Linked DNA regions of Mus musculus: all the other regions are linked to region 1. Evidence: chromatin contacts called from public HiChIP or PLAC-seq data. All regions are on one chromosome and are shown on one strand. The core of a region is the stretch at or near the end of the contact, and the rest is flanking DNA. Distances in the headings are between cores, read along the strand shown. Region 1 overlaps Pkp4 (plakophilin 4). Region 2 overlaps Acvr1 (activin A receptor, type 1). Region 3 has its middle 72 kb from the start of Upp2.

What was found. HiChIP or PLAC-seq counts read pairs in DNA pulled down with a chosen protein or histone mark.
Region 2: a contact with region 1 is called in a FOXA1 HiChIP or PLAC-seq map of pancreatic cancer cells. The contact joins two enhancer-like sites. A contact is called at or near these places in 3 of 115 datasets of contacts at active chromatin or transcription factors (embryonic stem cells, hepatocytes and pancreatic cancer cells).
Region 3: a contact with region 1 is called in an HNF4G HiChIP or PLAC-seq map of pancreatic cancer cells. The contact joins two enhancer-like sites. A contact is called at or near these places in 1 of 484 Hi-C or Micro-C datasets (cortical neurons) and 2 of 115 datasets of contacts at active chromatin or transcription factors (pancreatic cancer cells and stem cell-derived neural progenitor cells).

What each region holds. Positions count from the first base shown.
Region 1 is chr2:59,218,911-59,222,764 of GRCm38.p6, forward strand. All of the region lies in intron 2 of Pkp4 (plakophilin 4), which reads left to right. Among named protein-coding and RNA genes, the nearest start is that of Pkp4, 60 kb to the left of the region's middle. Within about 2 kb of position 1,686, at least 47 of the 459 cell types and tissues checked have an H3K27ac peak or open chromatin away from gene starts, as enhancers often do. A contact at or near this core is called in pancreatic cancer cells, where this site is marked.
Region 2 is chr2:58,544,361-58,548,214 of GRCm38.p6, forward strand. All of the region lies in intron 1 of Acvr1 (activin A receptor, type 1), which reads right to left. Among named protein-coding and RNA genes, the nearest start is that of Acvr1, 21 kb to the right of the region's middle. Within about 2 kb of position 2,146, at least 47 of the 459 cell types and tissues checked have an H3K27ac peak or open chromatin away from gene starts, as enhancers often do. A contact at or near this core is called in pancreatic cancer cells, where this site is marked.
Region 3 is chr2:58,681,166-58,685,019 of GRCm38.p6, forward strand. It overlaps a transcript of Upp2 not described here. Among named protein-coding and RNA genes, the nearest start is that of Upp2, 72 kb to the right of the region's middle. Within about 2 kb of position 1,981, at least 1 of the 459 cell types and tissues checked has an H3K27ac peak or open chromatin away from gene starts, as enhancers often do. A contact at or near this core is called in pancreatic cancer cells, where this site is marked.

The DNA.
Region 1 (3,854 bases), core at 436-2,935:
AGCTTTTGCTGTTTATCTCAATAAGGATGCAGGAGTCCAAGATAAATTAAGAGGCAAGGAAGGATTTTTGTATCCTGATAGTATGTAGATTTCTGGCAAACTTAAAACTGCTGAATAGCTAGCTTACTGCACTGTATACAATCATTAGATGAAGAAATATGTCCAAATGTAGTACCCTCAATGGGCCTTGCATCAGGTGAAAACCAGAGGCCCAAATGACAGAGTCCATTTTGAAATTCCACAGCATGCTGTTGACTGAAAAGGAGTCTGGTATGGCAGTGGCTGTTCATTGTGCCTTCCCCTGCAACCTTGATATGCCCCATGCCCTCTTCAGAGGTACAGGGAAACAGTAAGCAACAGGCTATATGCAGGGTATACCAATTGATTGGCAGAGTACACTGTATTTTTATAACAGATAGACTACTGTCTCTTGGTTTTAGAAATGTTCTTCAAAATAAAAATGGTATTTCCAGTCATGGGTAGGATTAACAAATAAATTTCATAGTTCTATATAGGATACAAGATTACTTATTTTCTATAGAATCATGTGTGTGTGTGCACATGTGCATGAGTGTGTGCGTGTCTGCGTGTGATTGTGATTTGAACTTGCCTCAGGGGCTCTGACTTTCATTCTTAGGCCTACTCATAAGCCACACTCTTTAAATTTTTTTGATGATGATTAAGAAAGTTGAGATCCAGATTTAAGATTGAGGTGAACCCAAATGGCACAGAGTGGGAGTCAAAAGGTGGATGCTCACATTGCTAACACACCGAAGCGCGCGCTGTGTGTACCTCTTGCTCTGGTGCGCTCCTAAATTAGATACCCTGTGTATTGCTTCTGTTGTTTTCAATGAGTGGGAATCACCCTGTTCCTCATTTGTAGAGCTCTTAAAAAAGATGCCATCATTCACGATAACATCTTACTGGATTTTTATGGAAATTACAAGTAGACCTTCATTATGCCTCTATTTATTTAAGTGGTAGTTAAATATCAAAGAGTGAGGTGAGATCCAGGGATCCTTAAAATTTGAAGATAAAAGAATTTGGAGCCCAACCATGTCCTATTGATATTACTTCATTTGAACATGGCTGTCTTAGCTTTAGTAATTACATGCCCTTCCTGTATGGCAGAGTGCCCAGAGCTCAACAAACTCCTGCACAATTATTTACTTTATTCCTCTAAAACAGAAACAACGCCCTGCTCTGCCCCTGCCTCTGCAGCCACCTTTTGTGCAGCCTGAGTTTATTTGCACTGACTAGTCCTCCCTGACATACTTCAGCCACATGCAGCAAACACCTTCATTCCAGCTGTAGGCAAGCATAGTTCACGGGAGTTAGGGAAAGGCACTGTACTGTCACTGCAGCACCCGGCCTTTTATTGTCCCTGTGACTGTTAGTAACCAACTTCTCTCTTCTAGTGGGAGCCAAATGGTCCTGGCAGTTGTGATGATCGTTTAACTTACATCTTCCCGTGCCTGAGCTGCATCGTGAAGCACAAGGAAGGCTGTGTGTGTGTGTGTGTGTGTGTGTGTGTGTGTGTGTGTGTGTGGTGAGAGAAACTAAATTTCATAGTTTTTCCCCCTTAATATTATAGAAATAAGTTTAGAACTGAGGTTAAATGATAGAGCTCCCATGATGTCATAGGGCTTATAGCCAAGAATTCTGAGCAGTCGATCGCACTGGACTCTGTAGAGATAAGTCTGAAGTTGTATGTCAACACTAGAAGTCTGGCCTTTTGTGTGTTCTGTGGATGCAGATGAGGATGTTCATGCAGGAGCTGTACATCCATTTTCTGGTGACCTGTGGAGTGATAAGCTGGACACTGCGACATTCTCAGTTCTACCTTCTCTGAGTTATACTTCAGAATTACTGAATGTGTGTTCTGTCTGAGTTGAAGACAGCTTTTGAGTCTGTTGACACTAGGGTTTGTGTACAGTGTCCTTTAACTATAGAGAGATGTGTTTATACAAACTCCATCTGCTGACCACACATAGCAGGATCACATACACAACTAGAGTACATAATAGGTGTTGTAGCAGGCTTACATGTATGTAACCAGAAAAAAGCATATATACTTGTAACTAAACTTTGTTTTTAATTTATTAAAAATATTTATCACAGGCCTACTGGGAGTAAGGCTCTTTGTCAGAAGAATGTGCAACCACGAACAGTATTGTAGATTTTATTGGAGGAGTAATCGGCCCATGAACTAATTGGACCACAGATCTGCCCCTCCCTATGTATACTCTTGTGTTTAAACGTGCTAATGCTCACATTTATAGCATGTCAGTTATTTGTATATTTACCAATTTAGGTATTTTAACTTTAATTTTTTATTAACAGTACTTTACATTTGAAAGTAATAGAATACTTTTTCTTTGTTAACATTTACAGCCAAACCTGACTTTTTATGCTTAAAATTTTAATTTCCTTTTCAGTTGGATAACCCAGTTCACAGTTTCTTTTCAGAGTTAAATTATTAATGCACGGGATAATTTCCCCTCTATGGGCATACTTTAAATTTGTATGGGCTATTAAATTTGAAATGGTATCTGCTGCCCCTTGATGAGATGGATGGCCAAACATACTTTTGAGGTAGGGTCCCAAAGCTGCTCAGAGCTTTGGCATGCACAGCATGAGAGTTCTGAAGGTCCCTGCCTGCATGCTTGCGTGCTTACTTTCTAGATTGCCATTCCTGTTACTTTGCAGAAATTAGTCCATATGGCCTTACTTCATTTGTGTATGGTTCATGAATATATTGTTTTCCAGAGTGATTAGAGCTGCTTGTACCTTAGCAAAGTAATTTAGTTGTAATTATTTTGTTTCAGGCATTCCTAAGAAAAACCATTTAAAACAAAGGCTTTTCAAACAATTTAAGAGATAAATCTGTGTCTTAACTTGTAGAATGTCTGAATTTATGAATCAAACCTTCAGGGATTAGGGGTTGCATAAAGCAGAAACAGATTGTAAACAAATTAGATGACTCATCAAAACTTGAAGACATTCGTATTACACAGTTATTTCTTATATAATCATACTTTAATAACGATACTTCGGATATACATATAGTTTTTATAAGTAGGATAGAATATCTAGTATTGAAATATTTTGGCTTTGGAGAGATAAGTTTTCCTTGGATAATGATGTAATAGTTTAAGTCACTTTAATGTTTAAGCTAGTAAGTTGAAAATGTTTTATTAGAATATTAATTATACATAATGGGTTTTATTACAGTATTTTCAGACATGTATGCAATATATTGTTGCATGTAGTTTTCTGCTACTGCCTTAGCTCTAGGGGGGGATCCTGCTACCAACCTCTCCCCAGCTCCCCTTGAATCCTCAGGTAAAGGACATAGACTCAGTTTGTTCTTTTACAACTTGCCTTCTTGGCACAATTACTGGTCAGTACGGTCTCCCGCTTGGAAAAGCATGCCCTTACCAGTTTATTGTCTCTGTCTCTCCACCTGCCCTAAACTTTAGTGGCTAGTCCCACCTAGCCTAGCCTCTGCCAAACATCCATGACCACAGGCCTGTAGTGGTGGCCACCAACCCCAGCTTCCTCCCCCACTCAAGACCTCACATGATTGCTACGTTCTTCTTCCACCAAAGCATGGCAGAAAAAATTGCTCTCTCCTTCCTTGTGTCTCCTTTTTCCTCCTGGGACTCAGAAGTCACACCTGTACCTTCCACCCAGCAGTTGGCCCCATCTTTCTTTACTGACAAATCAAGAACCAGTTGGGGAACGAGGTCTTAATATCAGAATTGCCCCCTTCAGTATATTCCAATTTTATTCTACCCCAACCCACCCCACCTCACCACACACGTTCCTTCCTTCCCTTCTATACCCATTTT
Region 2 (3,854 bases), core at 896-3,395, 670 kb before region 1:
GAGAACATGGACCTAGCAACAGTACCCAAGGAAGATATTTCTGATTTCTGTTAGTAGCCAGACTCAGAGAATAGGACAATGTGACCCTCCCTAATATAACAGTCTGGGCTATACAAAACAAATGTGGAAGTTAAAAAAAAAAAAAAAAGACAGTACAGAAATAGTTCCTAATCTTTCAACTGCATGCAGCTCAGAGCGTGTGACGGCATCCCAGGCCGTCCTGCCATCTGTTATCTGACCACCGATGCAGCAGTTACCACGGAGGTTCTGTTCAGGCAGCCCTCACATTTGATGGTGGCCTCAAACCTCTGGAATAGGGACTGTCGATTTGGGTGGCTGAGAGAAGCCATGAAGTCCTTGCTTCCTTGACATCTTTCTACAGAGACCAGGCCCATCTATCTACAAGTATCAATCCTCCTGCCTCAACCTCAACACACTACAGGTGTGTCCCACTATGCCTGCTATAGACAAAATTCTATAAGAAGCCATCCTCAAAGCTGGTGCTAGTGATCATTCCAAGATTCAAATCTAATCAAGTCTCTTTCCTGCCTCCAACTCCCCAGTAGGTACAACGTTTGAGAATGACGCCTGAATTGTTTGTCCAACAGTAAGTAGTCTTGGTAAAGGAATCCCCTCCTCGTCTCTCCAGCTCAGAGTCATTAGGGCACACACACCGTAAGCTACTGTTTAACTAAACTATCTGAAGTTGCCACAGTCCGCCATGTTTTCTCCCTGTGCCCTCTACCGCTGTGCGGAATGTTCTCCGTGCTGAAGTACCCTTCCTTACATCAGCGGACAACCTTGCCATCTAAAGTCTTAATACCTTAAGGTAAAGGTATTAAGGACCCTGTCAGGACCCTGCCTACATACTCTCCCAAAAGTGAGTAGGTATTGCTCTCTTGCATCCCTCTGCACACAGCACACCTCCTGCACTGGTCAAACTGTACCCAGCCACCTATTCATGTGGCTCTCTCACTAAGCCCAAAACTCTCCTACAGCCAGGAACAGCACTTCTAGGCCTTGTGTCATTAGCACGGAACCTGAAACATAGTATTCAAAGACAAAGGAAAAGTTAAAAAGTTAAAAACCCTGAATCAAACAGACCAGAAAATAAAGAGGGAACCATTCTGTATTAACATTTCATTCTAACCAGGCATTGGCTCACACCTTTAATCCCAGCAGGTGGGAAGCAGAGGCAGGTGGATGTCTGTGAGTTCAAGGCCAGCCTGGTCTACAAAGCCAGTTCTAGGATAGACTGTTATACATAGAAAAACCCTATCTCAACAAAGAAAAAGAGAAAAAAAAATCATTGTACTTTCAAACACTTATTCATTATCTCCCCCTGATTTTACACACAAATATTTGATAACTGTTTGAATCTATATCAAAAGGAAACATTATTGCCAGGTGTGGTGACACACAACTTGAATCCCAATACTAGGGAGACAGAGGCAGGAGGAGCTCTGTCATCCCAAAGCCAGCCTGATGTACATAGCACATTCCAAGTCAGGATGAGCTACAAACAAATAAAAATAAAGTTAAAAATAAAAATAGCAGAATTCATCAAGGGGGCAACGGCCAGCACAGGGAGAGCAATGACTCCGTCATGGGATGAGTGCACGTCAAGTACAGTGAAAGTGTCTTCATCCACAGAACAAACGCTATACTCTCCCAGCACAATAGATGGAACCAGCCCCTCTTAATGGCTCATCACAAGGGAGAACACTATCCCAGTCAGAATCAAAACTGGGATTTTGAGGTTTTAAACCAACCATAGCCTGTTCCGTAAGTAAGCTCGCATGCACCCCCAATCATCAGACGTGCCAACCTTAGAGCCAGGCACTGGGAAGGCTGAGGCAGGACTAGCTCAGGTTCCAAGCCGAGGTGGGGAACTTCGTGAGTTCTAGGCCAGTTTGAGCTCCAGTATGAAAACAGTGAGATAAAATGCTAGTCCCTGTGGAATCAGAGCTGGGGTGGAGGACTGTGGGTAGTTTGGGGGGGACCTCTTCCCCTTCACACCGCAACAAGCACCACCTTCTGAGTTGTCCTTGCAGGGCCCGTGATCTTCCTGCAGGAGGGTGGCTGAACCAAGCGGAGAGAAATAACTTTATAGTCTGTCTGACTCATAGTTTGCCCTTTGCTCCTCCCAAAAGAAATAAGCTCTTAATGGTCCATCGTTTGATGACCAAGCACTAACTCATCCTCCTCGATCCCCTTGGTGACTAACTCGTTCCTTCCTTCATCATGAAACCGTCTAAAACTTTAATATAAACACAAGAAAATGAGTCTAATTTTTATGACTTCTCCTCAACCCAGGATATCCTAAGAAATAATAATAATAATAATAAACCTGCAATGCAAACTGAATTACACAAGAGAGACTACACTCTCCCAGCCCTTAGTAGAAGCAGAGAAGATATTATAGGCTTTTGTCATCCTGTGGCTGTAATTAAGATTGGAAAACAGCCTACAGTATTCCCCTCTAAGAGGGTGGATTGAATCCCTACGACCATCCTCAGGCCCCACTGGTGTGCTCGCCTGAAAGTTCCTCTGCATATTTCCTGCTTCCCCAGGGATGTTTTCCTACTTTCAACTGCTTACTGCTCAGTCAAAACCCCTCCTCTCAAATCCAAGCTTCTGTCTCTTGTTCTGACTTACAGGTTCCATTTCTCTATTCTCTCCTCTTTTCCCTTCTCCAGATCCCAATATTATAAACTCAATGACTCACTGGGAAAACACAAATAAAAAATAAAAACTTGACAGCGGTTCACCATGATTAAAAAGGGGAAAACGGACTGCAACAACAACCCGCCTCCATTCTCAACACCTATTCCCTGGGTGTCCATGACCTGCTCAGGAAGCGCTTACTGAACACTGTAGGCTTTGATGGTCAGTTAGATCCCAGGCTCAGTTGGGGGTGGGGGGAGGGAGGGGTGTTCACTCATTTCTGTGCTTGTCTTTGCTCCACACCTCAGGAGAGGCTCTCTCTCCTATGTGGGCAGCCTCTACCAAAAGGAACACACACACTCTCATTTATGATGGCTTGACTGAATGATTTTTTTTTCCCCTTACAATAGGTTGAAACATATGTGCATTTAATGAATCCTATATAACCCACACTTGGAAATGGGAATCTGGAGCCAGTGGGTAAAAGCGCTTACCTCGATGGTAAGGCTGGTAATCTGGGTTTTATCTCTGAGATCCACGTTACGGGGGAAAGCGACAATTGACTCCACAGAGTTACCTTCTGACCTCCTCATGCCTGCCAGGGCATGCACACACCCACCCAGATCTAACACACACAAAATGATACTTCTTTTAACATGAGGCCAGGTATGGTAGTGCACAATTTTAATCCAGCCCTTGAAAGACTTGAATGGCAGAGGCAGGCTGATTTCTGTGTGTTCAAGGCCAGCCTGGTCAACAAAGAGCTACATAATGAGGCCCAGTCTCAAAAAAAAAAAAAAAAAGTAACATTAAAAAAAGAAAAGAAGAAAAAGCCAGACAGGATGGCACAGGCCTTTAATCCTAGCAGTCAGGAGGCAGAGGTAGGCAGGTCTTGGTGAATTTGAGGCCATCCTGGTCTACAAGCTCCAAGACAGCCAAGACTACACAGAGAGAAAATGACCCTACCTAGAAAGAAAGAAAGAAAATAAATAAAAAAGGAAGGGAGGGAGGGAAGGAAGAGGAGGAGGACAAATGAAAAAGAGAAAGAAAAGAAAAAGATGCAAAACTGGGAGATTAGTGAGGTGGCTCAGTAGGTAAGGGCACAAATACTTCAATCCCTGAAACCTGTGCTTGAAAGAGAAACCCAACTCCTGAGCCTAGAAAAGCTGTTGTCTGATCTCTACAGA
Region 3 (3,854 bases), core at 731-3,230, 540 kb before region 1:
TAGATGGAGAGATCTAGTAGGACATCCACGGCAGATTCAGAGAAAAGATAAAAAAAAAAAAAATTGAAAAAAGGTCTCTGTAAGATGAAAGATGTCACTCAAAGAAAGCTTCTTAAAAGCATCCCTCAAGTTTGACTTTTTTGGAGGACCAGCAGGTGCAGTCTGGTCGTTAAACCATAAAGCAGTAACATTTGGTAAAACTTCCTTTTCTTTTGGCCTGTAGTCAGGGCTAGGAAGTGAAGAAGAAAAAGAGGGGACGAAGCTCTCAGTGACCAGAGGGTCCTCAGGGCATCTCTGAGTGGGCTTTGAGAATGACTTCTTCAGCTCGGACTCTTCCAGGGTCCAGGGGGCAACTGTTCAGGGCCCAAACCCCTGACATGCTAGGACTCTAATGTCTTCCTTCCCCTGGGAGATGGGAACGAGGCACTGTTAGGATGCTAATGTGATGAATCACCTTGCACCAAACAAGGCTGGGGCTCCTTATGCAGCAGGCTATGTCTCTAGGCCCTAGCCTGTGAGGACCTTCTCTGTGATGTTACATGATTGGTGGAGATGGTGAGGAGCAGGGACTCAGTGGGAAGTCCATGAGCAAACAGTTGTCCATTGCTGTATCCACAGCACCAGGGATGGGAGCTTCATAGGACACACAGAGGCTTCGCCTCCTCCCAGCTGCCCTGTCACTGCTGAGCATGCTTAATGTAAAATACATCGGGGTCACCGAAAAGCAAGAGGTTGATTGATGATTGAATGACTTCTTAATTAAAACCATCTCTCTCTCTCTCTCTCTCTCTCTCTCTCTCTCTCTCTCTCTCTCTCTCTCTCTCACACACACACACACACACACACGAGGCAGAAGCCTTGTCTTCGTGAATGTGTCTCACTGGCTTGAATCTGCTGAATCACCCTTCCCAGCTCAGCAGGCAGACATGGGACTGGAGAAGGAGCTGAAAGCTCTATATCTTGATCTGAAGGTAGTGTGCTGCGTGTCACTGAGCCTGGGCTTAAGCATCTGAGACCTCAAAGTCCACCTCCACAGTGACACACTTCCTTCAACAAGACCACACCTTCTAATAGTGCCACTCCCTATCGGACAAGCATTCAAATACATGAGTATATGGGGGGGGGGGTGGTCATTCTTATTCAAACCACTACAGTTATGGTTATTTTCATTTCTTTGCATGAATGTGTATTCTCATCTCCACCCCCACCCCCTACCCCCAGGAAACTCCCTTTTCTGTAGCCAGAAATCCTGTCAGGAGACATCTGAGGAGATGCTGCCTTAAAGGAGTCCAAGCCTAAAACAACTAATAACTAATGTTTAGTAACATTAGATTGCATACTTAATTTAAACTAAGTTTGCCATTCTAAGATCAAACACAATTAATTTTCTTGTATTTAGACTTTAGAGCAGCAGTGAATTATTTTACAGTCATGTTTCCTTTGAAGCAGAAGCTGTGTGGACTGGTAATGTCATTTTCAGAATCTTGGTTGTTTGATTTTAATATTTCTTTATTTTCTGTGTGTGGGTGTTGCGCCTGATGTATATATGTGTGCTATGGGTATGCACTATCCATAGTGGTCACGGGATCCATTGTAACTGGTGTGAGCCCCCACGTGGGTGCTGGGAATGAAACCCAAGTCCTCCAGAAAGGCAGCCAGTGCTCTCTACCACTGAACCATCTCTCAGGCTCACCTTCAACGGACTGTGTTTTGCCTCCCTTGAGAGACTTGCTGGATGTACTCTGGCACCCCAGCAGCAGCGAGGCAGACATGAAGCCCTACAGGCACATGGGCATTTTAGAATTTTATTAGGAAAACCAGACCTGAGAATTTAATAGACACACCAAAATGGGGACAGATGTGACTCCCTCTCCTAGATCCCAGAAGGTGACAGACACCTAATACTGCCATGGCAGGGCCCTATCCCAACAGGATGTATCAACTTGATTGCCTGGTTCAGCTCAGTCCCCTCCTGTTGACATAGCTTACTCAGCTGCTTGGTATCTGCCCTGTCATGCATCTGGACTTGGACTTGACCCACCATCTCCTGCTCTAGACTGGGTTTGGCCTTTCACCTTGTAGACAAATTTTGCAGCTTGGCTCTCAAACCTGACTCCAGTATCTCTACTAACAGGTCTACCAGCAGGTCTCTTTTGGTACTTTTCTGCCTCAGTATCTTGAAACTGATTGAACCCTGCAGTGACCTCTTTAACTTATATTCATTCTCAAAACCATACATATGCATATACATACATAGATACATACATACGTGCGTATGCACATGCATGTGTGTGTGTTATATGTGTATGTTCTCTGTAATATGAAAGTTAATATTAGTAATTTAGATTGGAATAAAGAACATGTATTTACCTCTGACACAGTGCCAGCACTTATGACAAATTAGTCATTGAAACCTTTAAGCTGTGTGAATTTATTATTATTCAATAAATTGTGACATCATGGACAGACACAAACATGTCTTTCTATGTTTCTGACATATTGTGCTCATAGCATAGCCACTGTGATAAAGAGACAGTGACATTAAGAGTCAAACAAACGCATTCTGGGTATGGAGGCACATTAGGGCATTCATAAGGCAAAGGCAGGCAGATCTGGGAGTCTGAGGCCAGCCAAGCCTACTTAGTGTTTAGAGAAAAAAACAAAATTATTCTAGAAAACATTGTTATGTAATGCATTATTTAAATATCAATTAATAAATTAAATATTATGAGCATATACTTTCCACACTTCTTACAGCTTATATTGCTAAGTTGATCCAAACTTTCCTTTGTATCTATTGATGGGGAGTCATTCATATTCAGGAATTTTAGTCCATCTATGTTACTACAATAAAATACTGAAGGCTGGTCATTTACAAAGAGGAGGAATTTGGTTCTTCTATTTTTTGAGACTCAGAAGTTCAAGCTGTGTATATCAGTGTGTTTAGTTGTCCAGGAAAGGCCTAGTTTCAGTGACTGAATTCTGTGTCCTCCAGAGAATATGAGCATTGGGTCCTTGTAAGGGGAGGTTCTTATGCAAAGGTCTTGTTCCCCAATTGGTTCTTGGTTTGTCAGTAAAGAAGGCCGGGGGGGGGGGCAATTGCTGGATGTAAAGTACAGGTGGGACTTCAGGGTCCTGGGGCAGGGAGAGGGGGAGGAAGACATGAGGATGGACAGAGGAGCTTTCTGCCATGCTTTGGAGCAAAAAGAACTCAGCAACCATGTGAGATCTCTCTCAGGGAAAGCTGGGGTGGTGACCTCCGCTACAGGCAGGTGGCCAAGGGTGTTTGGCAGGGGCTAGGTGGGACCAGCCACTAAGTTTAGGGCAGGTGGAGAAATGGAGATAATAAATTAGTAAGGTCACACTTTTCCAGGCAGGAGATATCTGCATCCAAAAATTGTGCAGAGAAGGCAAATTGTAAAGTAACAAGCTGTGTGTGTCTTTTATCGTGGATTTAGGGAAGCCAGGTGGGAGCTGGTAGCATGACCACCCTCCCACCCCCAGCAAAGGTAGAAACAAAAGGGAGGGGGGGGGGCTAATAGCTCTAACAATCACTGACAAAGGCAGTAGCTTTTAAAACTACCCACAACAGATCTTCATCTGCAAGAAGGAACAAAAGGACAAATATTTCCCATCAAGTTATTTCACACAGGTATCCACTCTCATTGACACAGGTGGAGCTTTCTGGATTTCATTTTTTTTTATTGGATATTTTCTTTATTAACATTTCAAATGTTATCCCCATTTCTTGGTTTCCCTGCCTCTCAGAAACCCCCTATCCCATTCCCCTTCCCCCTGTTTCTATGAGGGTGTTCCTCTACCTACCTACCCGCTTCCACCTCCCTGCCATCAAT